Linked DNA regions of Mus musculus: region 2 is linked to region 1. Evidence: chromatin contacts called from public HiChIP or PLAC-seq data. All regions are on one chromosome and are shown on one strand. The core of a region is the stretch at or near the end of the contact, and the rest is flanking DNA. Distances in the headings are between cores, read along the strand shown. Region 1 has its middle 13 kb from the start of Gm52008. Region 2 holds the start of 4930465M20Rik (RIKEN cDNA 4930465M20 gene).

Region 1 (5,970 bases), core at 1,973-4,472:
CACAAATTAGTTCCTGAACAACTGTTGAGAGAGAGTGAGAGCGAGAGCGAGAGAGAGATAGAGCGAGAGCGAGAGAGAGTGAGAGAGAGCGAGAGAGAGCGAGAGAGCGAGAGAGAGAGAGAGAGAGAGAGAGAGAGAGAGAGAGAGAGAGAGAGAGAGAGAGAGAGAGATGACCAAGAGCTGTCTGGTGGGACCCCACTGTTCTGGTATTATGGCTTGGCCAGGCCAGGCCAAGCATCTGTCATCTCTGGAGCTGCTTATCCATGGCCCTGGTGACATCTTGTCTGGTCATCTTTTAGACATGGCCAGCCTATGCCCTGAAGGATGTTGAGCAGCCCTGGGCTCCACCCACTAGAAGCCAGTAGTGACTCTCCTTCAGTTGTGACAAGGGGAATGTGTCTCCAGGCACTGTCAAGTGTCCCCAGAGGGCAAAATCATCCTGGGTTTAGCTTACTCTCCTAAGGAAAGACAGGGTGCACAGGCAGTGGGTGACAGTGACTTTAGAGGGTAGCCTCTGGAAATCATATGGGGGTCACTACAGTGTCTCCAGTCTCTGCTCAACATCTGGCACACAGTAGGTTCTTGGTAAAGTGAGAGTCACAGAAGAACTCTCACCAAGCACTGGCTTTATCTATACTGAGCAAGGCCAGATCCCTGTCAGGCTACTGTCCCTTGGGCTGGGCAACTGCAGTGGGTACCACCTCAGGGGGCAGGCCATGCTGGGTGGCTGTTTATCTGTATGCCAAGGGCAGCCTGCTGGGTGTATTAGAGGCCATGAAATAATGATGAAGTCTAGGAGGGGTAATTAAAAGCCACAGTGACATTGATCTGCTGAGATTTCTGAAAGAGCCCAGAGCACACGGGGCGACTCTCATTCTTACCTCATGCAGGCCCAGCCTGATTGGCCCCCTGGGCATTGCTAGGGCCATGGAACCTCACCTGTGGCCGGGAGACTCCCAGGGCAGCAGCCAAGCTGGCTTCAGAGGCTGTGCAAAACAGGAGGCCTGGGCCTGGGGGGCAGCCCAGCTGCTGTGCTCTGCCCAGAGAAGGCAAGGACAGGCTCACTTTTAAAGACACAGCTCCCGTTCACTGTGCTTCAAAGTTTCATCCTTCTCCCTTCAGGCCTAGAGCCAGGGAGAGAACTTGATGTGTTTCGGGGGCCAATTCATCCTTGTTCTTTGGGCCATGAAATCTGCATGAAAGGCTGCTTCCTGAGGGAAAAGTAACCCAACACTTACTTCTTGACCAGGGCAGAGAACTGAGAGCCTCTCCCCAGCAGGAACAGTTATTATATTCTTATAGTAACTATCTCTTCAAAGCAGGACCCTGATAAGAAACATTGTTTCCTTATGTTAAACTAATGATCAGCTATCGTCTTTGTTGTTAACTATACAGAGTCTCTCTCTCTCTCTCTCTCTCTCTCTCTCTCTCTCTCTCTCTCTCCCTCCCCTCTCCCCCCTTCCCTCTCCCCCTCTCTCCCCATGTGTGTGTGTGTGTGTAAACATATATGTGCATGCATTTATGCACATACACATGTGCTCATGGACATACACATACACTTATACAAGGAGACTTGCAGGCCGGCCAGAGGACATTTCTCAGGTACCACCTTTCTTTTGAAATGGGATCTCTCATTGACCTGGAACTCATCAAGCAGGCTAGGCTGTCTGACCAGAGAGCCCAAAATATCTACCTGTTGGCATTACAAATCCACACCCCACACCAAAGTTCTTGTCAACATTATTTATTATTATTATTATTATTATTATTATTATTATTATTATTATTATTATTATTATGTTTCTGGGAATTGAACACAGGTCCTCATGATTGCAAAGCAAGCACGTTGCCAACTTTCAGCTAGCTCCCCAGCCTTCTTTAAGGTGATTTTGCTCATAGTCTGAGAAAACTGAATTTCTACCAGAGTCTGACCACTGGAGATCTCTGTGGTCCTGAGCAACTCGTGTAAGCATACCTAATGTCTGAGTGAGCCTGCTAATCAGCAGAGGTAAGGGGACAGACACTGCAAGCCAGCAAGGGCTCAAATGGGACCGTGTCTGCCAAGTCGCGATCTTGAGAACTGGAAACTCATTAGCTCTGGGGCTTTGTGTTAGAGTCTTGCCCACACTCCAGATCCTATGACCCAGCAGGCATGTGAAGGGTGCATCAGCAGCCTATTTCATAGACTGGGTAACTGAGGCAATTCAAACTAGCCTGTCTTGCCGATTACCAGAGTCCACGCTGCACTGGAAGCCTGGTTGGTTGTTGTTAGGTTTTTTGTTTTATTTTGTTTTTGTTTTTATTTTTTGTTTGTTTTGTTTCCTTTTATTTTTAATTCTAGCTGCTAGAGTCAGTCACAGGCGGTTGGCTCCCCAAAGCCTCACAACTATCTTCCTGCCTGCCTGCCCTGAACGGGCAAACATTGAACCTCCACACATAATCGCAGCCTCTGGCCTTCCTTGGTGACAACCAGCCTGTTTTCTGCTCTTGCCTCTGTCACATGGGTGGGGGGGTGGGAGCCACACCTCTGATCTTCACACGGTGAAGAGCGAAGGAAGCCGAAACCCTGCCAGAGGAGAGGGGTGACAGTCTTCTTAAGCCTTGACAAGTCAACTGTCTTGCCGCAAGGGTAGAGTTGGACACCTGTTCCAAGGTCAGAGGTCGCAGTGTGAAGACACTCTGTCTGCCCTGGGAACTGCCTGGAGCAGGCGAAAATGTCTTCCAGAATCTTGGAGAGGTGTTCTGAGTTTATGTCCTGGGGAAAGCCCAAACCTGTTGTCTCCAGGGCACTCCATCCTCCACATCCTTAATGTGCACAGAATGATGGTGGATGGACCTGGCTGGGGCCAGGCTTCAGCGATTTAAGTGAGCAGTTATTGAGTGTCTAGAGTATATAGCCCTACTTACTTAATATAGCTCTAACACAATGGACACTTCTATTGGCTCTTTCAGGTCATTACAGCCTCAGGCTACATTACCAGACACTGTCTGTACCTCAGCCCCTGAGGTAATGCTTTGATTCCATCCCAGATGCCTTCCATGAAAGGAGGTCAGAGTGACAGGTGCAGACCGAGGCCGTGTGACCCACCCACGAAGCCGACGCGTGAAGTAAGTCAGCCAGCCCAGCAGAGGGGTCCGCCGTGCACTGCTGGGAACAAGAACTATCTCAGCTTTGCACACCCCTTCCACTTCTGAAGAGCTGGCTTACAAGCAGAAGTTCCATTCACCCCTGGGTTACCATCTCTACCGTCGGAGCAAAGAGAGCCGTTCTCATGCCGCATGGCTGGTGACTGGCCTGTGATCTCAGAGTCAAATGGGTTTCAAAGCGTCTTAACATTTCTCTGTGGGTAAAACCTGACCTGAATTGTTAAAACTCCTTGAAGTCTCTAGCTGGAGCTCACATTCCCCTCACCGTGAGAACAGACATGATCACTGCTGTGCCCGTAGAAGCACATTCTGTCCCTAGGTGTTACCTTGACCCCACGGGTAGCATGGCACAGTGTAGTTATAATGCACTGTTCTGATCTATAAAATACAGCCAGCTTTAGGGTTCTGTGAAAGAGACAGGGGGCCACAGATCAAAACCACAGGCCCAGTTCAGAGCCGTGTCCCTTCAGTAGCTTCGGGCTGTGGCAGTCACAGCAGTTTGACAAATAGAGTGGCTCTGGCTCCAGTTCTGGTCCATGCAACTGTGATTTGTGATGTCCTCAGCCAGCTAGGAGCTCCTGGGAGACTGGGGCCCAGTGTCAGAGAGGAGCAGGAGCCTTTCAGGGAAGACAACCTGCGGAGGTTTTGGGGGGGGGTGGGCATACACGGAAGATCCTGGAGGACTGGGCACTCGGGGGTAGGGGTGGGGTCTTCACTTCTCTAGATGTTTTGTGATGACTTGCAGGCCCTGGGCAGAGAGGCAGTGGAAGTTTAATCTTTCCAGAGTTTGCATCTGTGTGCTCAGAGAAGTATAGGGCCCCTGGGAACTGGGGCTGGGGAGGAGGGAAGAGAGAATTAAGACCTGCTGAGGCCACAGCAATTAGCAGGAGCCACCAAGACCTTTTTCTGTGGTAATTGGCTGTCCCTGACCTGGTGCTACAGGGGACGCCAGGGTCTCTAGGGGAGCACTCAGGGACGTCGCCGCTCACAAAGGGCTCAGGGCTGACCAGGAGATCCAAGTAAATAAGGTGGCACTCAGCTTCCAAAGGGCGAGGAGATGATGTAATAGGGACTCCCTGTGGGCGGGCGCCAGGCATGCTGAAGAAGAGTGGCCTGAGGCTCTGGGCCTGGCCTCTGCTGTCCATTTCTGTACTCAGGGCTGGGCATGTCTCTCTCCCCCTCCTTGGGTCTCTGCTCTCATCTTTGCTTCTCTCCTGCTCTGGGTCTCTCTAGCTCTCTTCCCCTCAGGTTTTCTTCATATGTGGTCTTGTGGATTTTTCTTGTTTTCCCTGGACTATTTCTTCTCACGTGCGTGCATGCCCCCGGGTGCTCAGCTGCCCTCCACAGATATAAGTGGACACCGCAGCTGGTGCTTCCTGCTTCTCAACGGAGCCTGGGATCTCCACAGAGAGAAGGGGATTTGTAGCACATTTCAAGCATACATATCTATTCTGGAAATGTTTGGGGAGCAACCATGACCTGGCCCACCACTTAAGACAGAACAAGAATAGAGTTGGAGAAGATAGCAGAAACATTAATAAGTAAAAATGCTGTTTCAGGAAATAAACACTGTGAAGAAAACTAAAACCAGACATGGAAGTAGACTCTGTTGGGAGCAACAGGGAATAACCAGGGTTGCCAGACACGGTATCTTGGTGACATTCTGAGGGAAGTGTGGCATTGACCAGCTGCAGAACATCCCACCAGGGGTAATAAACAGAACACAGGCCCCGTGACAGAAGCCGGCCGGGTGCATTAAAATGCAAGGGAAGAGACGCCAGGTGATGGTAATGTGACAGGAAAGGCTTCATGCTTACCCATGACTCTCAGATGAAGAGATTACCGTGCCATAATTTCACAGAAATTGCACGGGTGTTTCCAAGCTGAGATTCTAACTGGCCTCTGTGAGGAGCAGAAGGCATTCCGCAGAATCTTGGTAGAACAAGGGTAGAGAATATCAAACGGGGTTGGGTGGTGCTGGCACTCACCTCGAACCCCAGCATTCAGATGTCAGAGACAGGCAGATCTCCCAGGTGGAGGCCAGCCTGGTCTATAGATCGAGTCCCAGGACAGCCAGAGCCACACAGAAAGTATCCAGTGGAACTCTGAGTTACAGGCATCACTTAAGGGCCTGACTAGGAAAAGCTCCCACCAGGCCTCGAAAGACAGAAGCAAAAACCACAGCCATGGTCTTGAGCTCTAACCACCACCCCCAACCCCCGCCCCGCCACTATCAAGCAGAAGCAACATGGTCCCAAATGAATCGGTCACTCTCAGTGAGGAATGGAATCCCAGGGGAGACATTTCTTCTTCAATGGCTACAAGCCATTTTTTTTTCCTGTCTGCCAGGTTACACAGGGCCAGAGAAGTCTAAGGTATACTGGTAAACAAAAGAAAATTGAGATGAGGAAAAATTAGTCTTTTGGCCTAATACCTGACCCCTTGTACAGGATCCGTGGACAGGAAACATGGACAGTTAGTACTGACAGGCAAGTCTTGATTTCCACAAAGAGCAAGACGTATGTCACCCTCGAACCTGACTCAGTGTTTTAAATTGCAAAATGTGACTTTGAAAAAGACTCATTACCTGTATTTTTGTTACATGGGAACTTTGACCTCACCAATGGCACATCTACTCTCTATAGCTTCCCCACCAACACGCACACACAAACACACACACACCTAATATGGGACACCTAATTCACAGAGTGTACAGACTCACCCAGTAGACAATCCCATGAGGAAATCTTGGATAAAGAGAGGATAGCTTCCACCCAGAGCACTGGGGATAAGCTTAGAGGTAGCAAGCTTACTCTTCTGCCC
Region 2 (6,364 bases), core at 3,171-5,670, 610 kb after region 1:
CATTGACCCAGGTGAGCTGGTCTCATAACCCATTGGCTAGAGAGAATCACGTGACCACTCTCAACCACAAACAGGAGGCTGGGTCTCTGCAACAGGAAGCATGTCTGCTGTGCAGCTTTCTGGGCAGGTCCCCAAAGGCAAAGCCTCCATCCTCTGAGTTATCGAAGGAGTTGTCCTTCTTCTCCAGGAACTAGGGGGAGCTGTTGCTTCTGGATTTCCTCAGGATTTGTGAAGCTTTTTTTTTTTAACCTCAATGTCCCTCTTGTTTTGTCTATAAAACAGATATATAAGGATTACTCAATCACAGAGGTACAGCAAAAAAAAAAAAAATATATATATATATATATATAATTTTTTTGATGCATGTACTTGATGCTCAGCCAGTAAGTCTGCTCTTCCAACTCCCACTTTATCCTGTCTGTCTTCCTGGGCCACAAATCTCTTTCTCGTTCCTTTGTTCACCTCTATCATACAACGATTGGTAAATGTTTGAGATAGGCAGTAACCATCTCGTTTCCCATCCTCCGCCTCCTCCACACCTGTGGAACAATTTCACATTTTATGGCTCTACATTCTTTGCTTTATGGTCATGGGATTTTTGGCTCATCCTTTTGCTTGGAATGGCCTTACCTCTACTTCGCCAGAGACGTTCATATTCGTACTTCAAAGCTTTGTGTATGTCACATGAAAGCCCACAAAGGCTTCCATGACGATTTCAGCTCCCTTCATTCTCCATCACCTGTTTCCACATTCTTTAGGCTGCCCCCAAATGCTACCATCAATTGGGACCCAATTCTATGGACAACTGACCAAGCCTTGGCTTTGATCTGGGGGTTGTTCTCAAACTCATTTCTTGAGCTTAGAAAAGTTTCCTGTCTGTATTCAACTACCCTTAGTTGTGAAAGGGGAGACCTACACCTTGTCAAGATGCCAGAGAAGCACCCCTACTTCTTTATGATGACCTCTTCTCAGGACTTCTTCTAGATTTTTAGACAGAACTTTGTCCCAGGGTTGGTGGTATATAAACAACCTCCTCTTTTAAAGAGGATCCCTCCTTACGCACTCTTTGTGGGGACTCCTCCAGACACATCCTTCACGTCTTGATAGACTACAGATAGACTATTGGCAAGTCGCACACATAGAGAAATGTGGGGTGCATGGAAGTAATTCCATGCCCAGTATATCACACGATGGGAACAGAGCATTGATTCTTGTAGCAGGTGTGGGGTTTGTGCAGAAATCTGGTGGAAACTCACATTTAACCCACACAATACTTTACAAGATGTGACTCTTCAACTATTCAATGGGTGACGAGCCTGAGATGCAGAATGGGGACCTTTTGTGGCTCGAGGTCCTTCTGTGATTGGAGGCCAATGGTAGAGCCACTCTGCTTTCCGGATTCCTTGTTCTGAAGTTAGTGGAAGCGACATTGCCAAGCGGTGACCAATTGGCATGTGGCATGTGGTGGTGGTGGGGGGCGGTCAGGAGGACAGCCCCACCACCTGGGAAAGTGAACCCTGTGCTTATCTATCCCTCAGACTGCTCACAACACTGGGGGATGAAAGCCGAGTGCTGAGTTCCATAAGGCACCTGGAACTTAGTGGTTATGCAAATTTCCAGCACAGAGCAATATGAATTCAGTGTGTGTACACGCGTATATAATTCCAACCTTCTATAAGTAGATGCATACAAATCATTATTGTAGGTATGAAGGGAATGAGAATGGTGGTCTGGTCCACACAGCTGGAGGCCCTAGGTTTATCTTTAAGTTCAGCATTTTTAAAGTACCAAGTACTTTCAGGGCAGTCAGAACTACTATGTAAATGTCTAATATAGGTGGCGCATAGGAGTTGAGGTGAGAGGCTAATCCTGAGGGGCAGAACTTCTTTGTTACTAAAAACTCCACAAAACACTACAAAAATTCTACATTCGCATCCCTTAGTGGCTGCCGACAAATGGTGATACGCCTGCCAACAAGTCCCTTGCTTCCTGTATCCGTCAGTTTCTTCCTGAGTAACCAGAGGGTTTCAGGTCAGCGATTACTCAGGTGGGCTTACAGTTCTCAGCCTCATGAGGTCTCACTCAGGAGAGCAGGTCCCAGTCTAACTAGGTAATTTCCCTCTCCTACTGGGCAGGAGTAGGAGAGATAGCCCACATGGAGAAAGTATGCTTTGCTAAAGGGAAAGAAAGAAGGGAAGTGAGGAAAGGGGGAAGAGGGAAGAGGCAAGGAAGGAAGTGATTGGGAGGAAAGAAATGAGGGACGGGGAGACAGGAAAGAAGAGAGGAAGAGATGATGGAAGGATGGGAGAAAAGGGGAGGAAGGAAAGGAGGAAAGGGGAAAGGGAAGGGGAAGAAGAAAGATGACACAGAAAGGAAAGAAAGAAGGAGGGAGGGAGAGAGGAGGGAGAGAGGAGGAAGGGAGGAGGGAGGGAGGGAGGAGGGAGGGAGGAGGAAGGGATGGAGGAGGAAGGGATGGAGGAGGAAGGGAGGGAGGGAGGAAGGAGGGAGGGAGGAGGAAGGGAGGGAGGGAAGGGATAAGGGAGGAAAAGGGAGGAAGAGGAAAGGAGAAGGGAGGGAGGAAGGAGAAAAAGAGGAGGGAGGAAGAGAGAAAAGAAGGGAGGGAAAGGGAAGAAAAAAGAAGATGACAGAAAGAAGAGATGGAGAGAAGAGGGAGGGGAGGGAAGAAGGAGGGAGAGAGGAGGGAGGGAGGAGGGAGGAATTACCTTCTCAGCCTAGATTCTTTACTGAGGAGCAACCATGGGGTTCTGCCAACCCTTGGCCTCTCACGTAGTCACACATGTGCACACATGAACATTCACGGACATATGCACACAGCACATGCCACAGTCATGACTTAGCAGACTTAGCAGACTTCACCTCCATCTCCACTGAGCAGCCCCTGGGGAACTCTATGTTAGTGTCTCAATCAGGAAGGTCAGACCAGCTCAGTCCAAAGTAAGAATCGTCCCACATCTTCAGCCTTCTTCCCAGGACGCAAGTCAGGAGACCACAGTCCTCTCCTCCCACCTCCTAGAGGGGCCCAGCCTTGATCTCACACAGCTTCTCTGTGCAGCTAGATTGAACGTCCAGCAATAACAGTAGATCCCAAATCACCCTCCCTAACAAGGGGGCTGTCCCCAATGCAACGGACACCGGACACCGGCACTTCCTCACTACAGGGCAGCAGGTATGTGCTAAACATGACACCGGCCTGTTTGAAGGTCTCACAACAACCACACTTTGTGAGTGCAAAGTGGTCTTCCCAAGTTCAAGTTCGGGCCTTTATTTTTCCTGAATAAAGTCACTTTGTGTCTGCAGGACAGTGAACTTGGAAGCTATTGGAGGACAAGGTCCTCTCAGTCACATTACCCTATTTCTCTTCCAAACATTGCAATGCTCTCAGGAAGGGTAGTGTCGTCTGAGCCTTTGGACATTTGCAGGAGGAAGGAAGAGACCTTGGAGTCTCAGACATGCTTGTGCAATCTTGCTTCCTCTGCTAAAAGGTACATGGATGTCCACAGTCTGGTACTCCCCTGCAGCTGCTCCTGACCTGACTTTCCCTGGCATCTGAGACAGACCAACTAATCTGTCCCACAGAGAAACAAAACTGGGTCCTCCACTGCCTTGCACTGAGCTCTGTGAGCAAAGCCGGTCGCAGGATGTGGTTGGCCAGAACAGCAAGGCACCTAGAAAAGGGTTTCCCAGAGGCCTTTGCAACAAAGCCGCAGGCCGAGGAGACAATTAGTGGCCTCTGCTTTCTTTTCATCATGCAGTCTCTTACAGCAACCAGAAGAAGAAGAAAGGCCGTTCCCCACCATGAACATTCCTCCTTCTCATAAAAGGTAGAGCTGGGAAAGGTTGCGAGCCAACTCTGATGCTCTCCACTGGGCTGACCTCCTGTGAGGGCGCCTGAGGCTGTCCTGTCACTATTAGTAGAGCCTAAGTCATCTGGTCAAGGAAGAGGTGCCAAGCAGCCACGTAGAGCTGCTCAGACAGTAAACCTTTCTTGTTGAAAAGCACTTGGAGGAGATGCATGACATGCTGAATAGAGACCCTTTAACTCATGGAGGCTTGGAAAGGAACAGAAGAGGAGCTAAGGAAAGAGAATACACACATACAACACATATAGACACACCCTCACACACACACACACACACACACACACGTGCATATACATACATACACACAACACATATACACACGCTCACTTTCACATTCATACACACAACACACACACCACACATACACACACTCACCTTCATATACATATACCACACACACACACACACATACACACACTTGTGTCTTTGCCAAACCCAAGCACTTGAAAGGGTGTTTTGCTGTGACCTGCCCTCCCAGCAACCTACTCTGCAGTTCTGACCTCTGGGTGTCTACAGGACATGTTACCAGGATGAGTTGTCCATGTACTGAGCGGCCCACCCACCTACCTACCTGTGAACGGAAAGAAAGATGGCAGCCCTCACAATGGGAGCCACGGCAGCCCTCACAATGGGAGCCACGGCAGCCCTCACAATGGGAGCCACGGCAGCCCTCACAATGGGAGCCACGGCAGCCCTCACAATGGGAGGCCACTTCCAGGGTGGTTTTGGGAGGCCAGTGATTCTCAAATAGCTGGAAAGGCAGGCTTCGCACAGTTGGACTTGACTGAGTCTCTCTTCACATTCTCTATCAGCAAGTGACTGCCCCTCCCCTGTTCTCCCTGAGAAACAAGGACTCCCTCTGTAGTTGGATGGGGCTAGGTAAGAAGGCTGGAGGAGGCTCTTAGAAATTAACAGATGTAGGGGTAAGCCAGTCCAAGGACCAGAGTGCCAGACACAAGATCACCATGGCATTGTCTGGGAGGCTGGGGCAATGGACAAGGACCTTATATTTGAAGATGAACCCAGAAGAGAAGTAGAGAGGACGGGAGCCCTGGATGTTACTGTTGCAAAGGCAGGTTTTCTGAGAAACAGAAACTGAGCCTTTGAGTAGTGTTTTTGCAAAAACACTGCAGAGGAGCTGGAGACGGACGGGGCTGTGGAAGGAAGGATGGATTTGACATAAAGAAAAAATGAGATATACTCCACTACCAGGGGAGCGCATGGGAACCTTGCTGTGGACAGCAACCTTCAGGAAAGCCCTAAGTCATTGCTGAAGGAGCTAGGTCTTCCCACTTCAGTATTAAGTTGTCATTGACCAAGTGACCTGTGGCCTCAGGATGGAGGGGGTGATGCAGCCAACCCCACAGGTGCCATCCGTATGGGCTTTAGTGGTGTCTACTACAGTCTACACCTGTTACACCAGAACCCACTTCCAACTCGAAGTTGACTCCATCTTGGTGCAGGAGCTCTAAGACCTTGGCTATGAGTCTCTTCAGCAGGGGAACTTAAAAGAGGGTTGTCCGGGAGCAACTGCTGTTGCCTTTGTGCTGTAGCCATGTCGGATGCTACCCATCCGGGCCCTCCTGCAGAGATGAGTGTCTGAATTCAGGTGGTTACCAGCACAGTGACCCACCCACTTCCTTACCTGGAAACATTAACTCAAAGCGGTAAGGGAATCAAGATTGTTCAATGGACTCCTGGGACCACGACCCTACTTCTCCTCCTTTGTGAGCTAACCTTGGCATTACGATCCTGCTGATCTGAGACTGCAGATCTTTCAAGACATTGTATTACTCTTTTAATTACAGCCTGATCTGCAACCCCTCTGCCAGGGCATGAGATCTGTGCCTTTCTGTGTCACCTCTGACTCTCACACATCAGCCTTACTTGATGATTTATCACCCTTAGCCTTGCACTGTGTCTCTGCCGTGCATCTGGTGCCCCTGATGTCAGTTCCACAATATCTAATTGCTGTCTTCTCTCTCCTCACCCGAGACATTGGACCTGCGGTGGAGCCCTCTCTCCTGTCTCCTATACACTTCAGCACTGGCCAAGGGCTGAACCACTCCATTGTTGTAGCGTGCCAGGGCCTGCTCATTTATTGTCTGTTCTCAGTGCTAGGGTCTTCCTTGCCACGAACCCAACAAGTGTTACACAACAAGCATAGCTCAGCCTCTTCTGCCCCCAAACATCATGTGTCTTCCACTGGCCCTGCCTCACCACGTATCTTGCCTCAACACATGAATCTGTCTCAGCTGGCATCACTCTGCCAATCAGCCTGACTCCAAGGAAGTGACAAGAAGCCTCGGCACAGCACCAAAAGTTTTAGGGGTGCATTTCTCTCTACAGAGTCCCAAATGCAACTCAACTACACAAAGTAAGGCAGACTAATACATGTGTGTCGTTAGCAAAGACTCCTTCATCATGTGTCCTTTCACACAGCACATCCTTTCACCTGTGTCTGCTTCAGCAAAAGCACTCAG

Evidence for each region. HiChIP or PLAC-seq counts read pairs in DNA pulled down with a chosen protein or histone mark.
Region 2: an H3K27ac HiChIP or PLAC-seq map of double positive thymocytes shows a contact between it and region 1, with 5 times the contacts expected there. The contact joins the promoter of 4930465M20Rik here to the enhancer-like site in region 1. A contact is called at or near these places in 8 of 484 Hi-C or Micro-C datasets (CD4 T cells, CD8 T cells and memory CD8 T cells) and 3 of 115 datasets of contacts at active chromatin or transcription factors (double positive thymocytes, memory CD8 T cells and regulatory T cell precursor).

What each region holds. Positions count from the first base shown.
Region 1 is chr12:107,121,264-107,127,233 of GRCm38.p6, forward strand. No RefSeq gene overlaps it. Among named protein-coding and RNA genes, the nearest start is that of Gm52008, 13 kb to the left of the region's middle. Within about 2 kb of position 3,223, at least 35 of the 459 cell types and tissues checked have an H3K27ac peak or open chromatin away from gene starts, as enhancers often do. A contact at or near this core is called in CD8 T cells, double positive thymocytes, memory CD8 T cells and 1 more, where this site is marked.
Region 2 is chr12:107,731,068-107,737,431 of GRCm38.p6, forward strand. It overlaps 4930465M20Rik (RIKEN cDNA 4930465M20 gene), which reads right to left and starts at 4,421. Exons shown (of 3, transcript NR_045973.1): 1 at 4,382-4,421.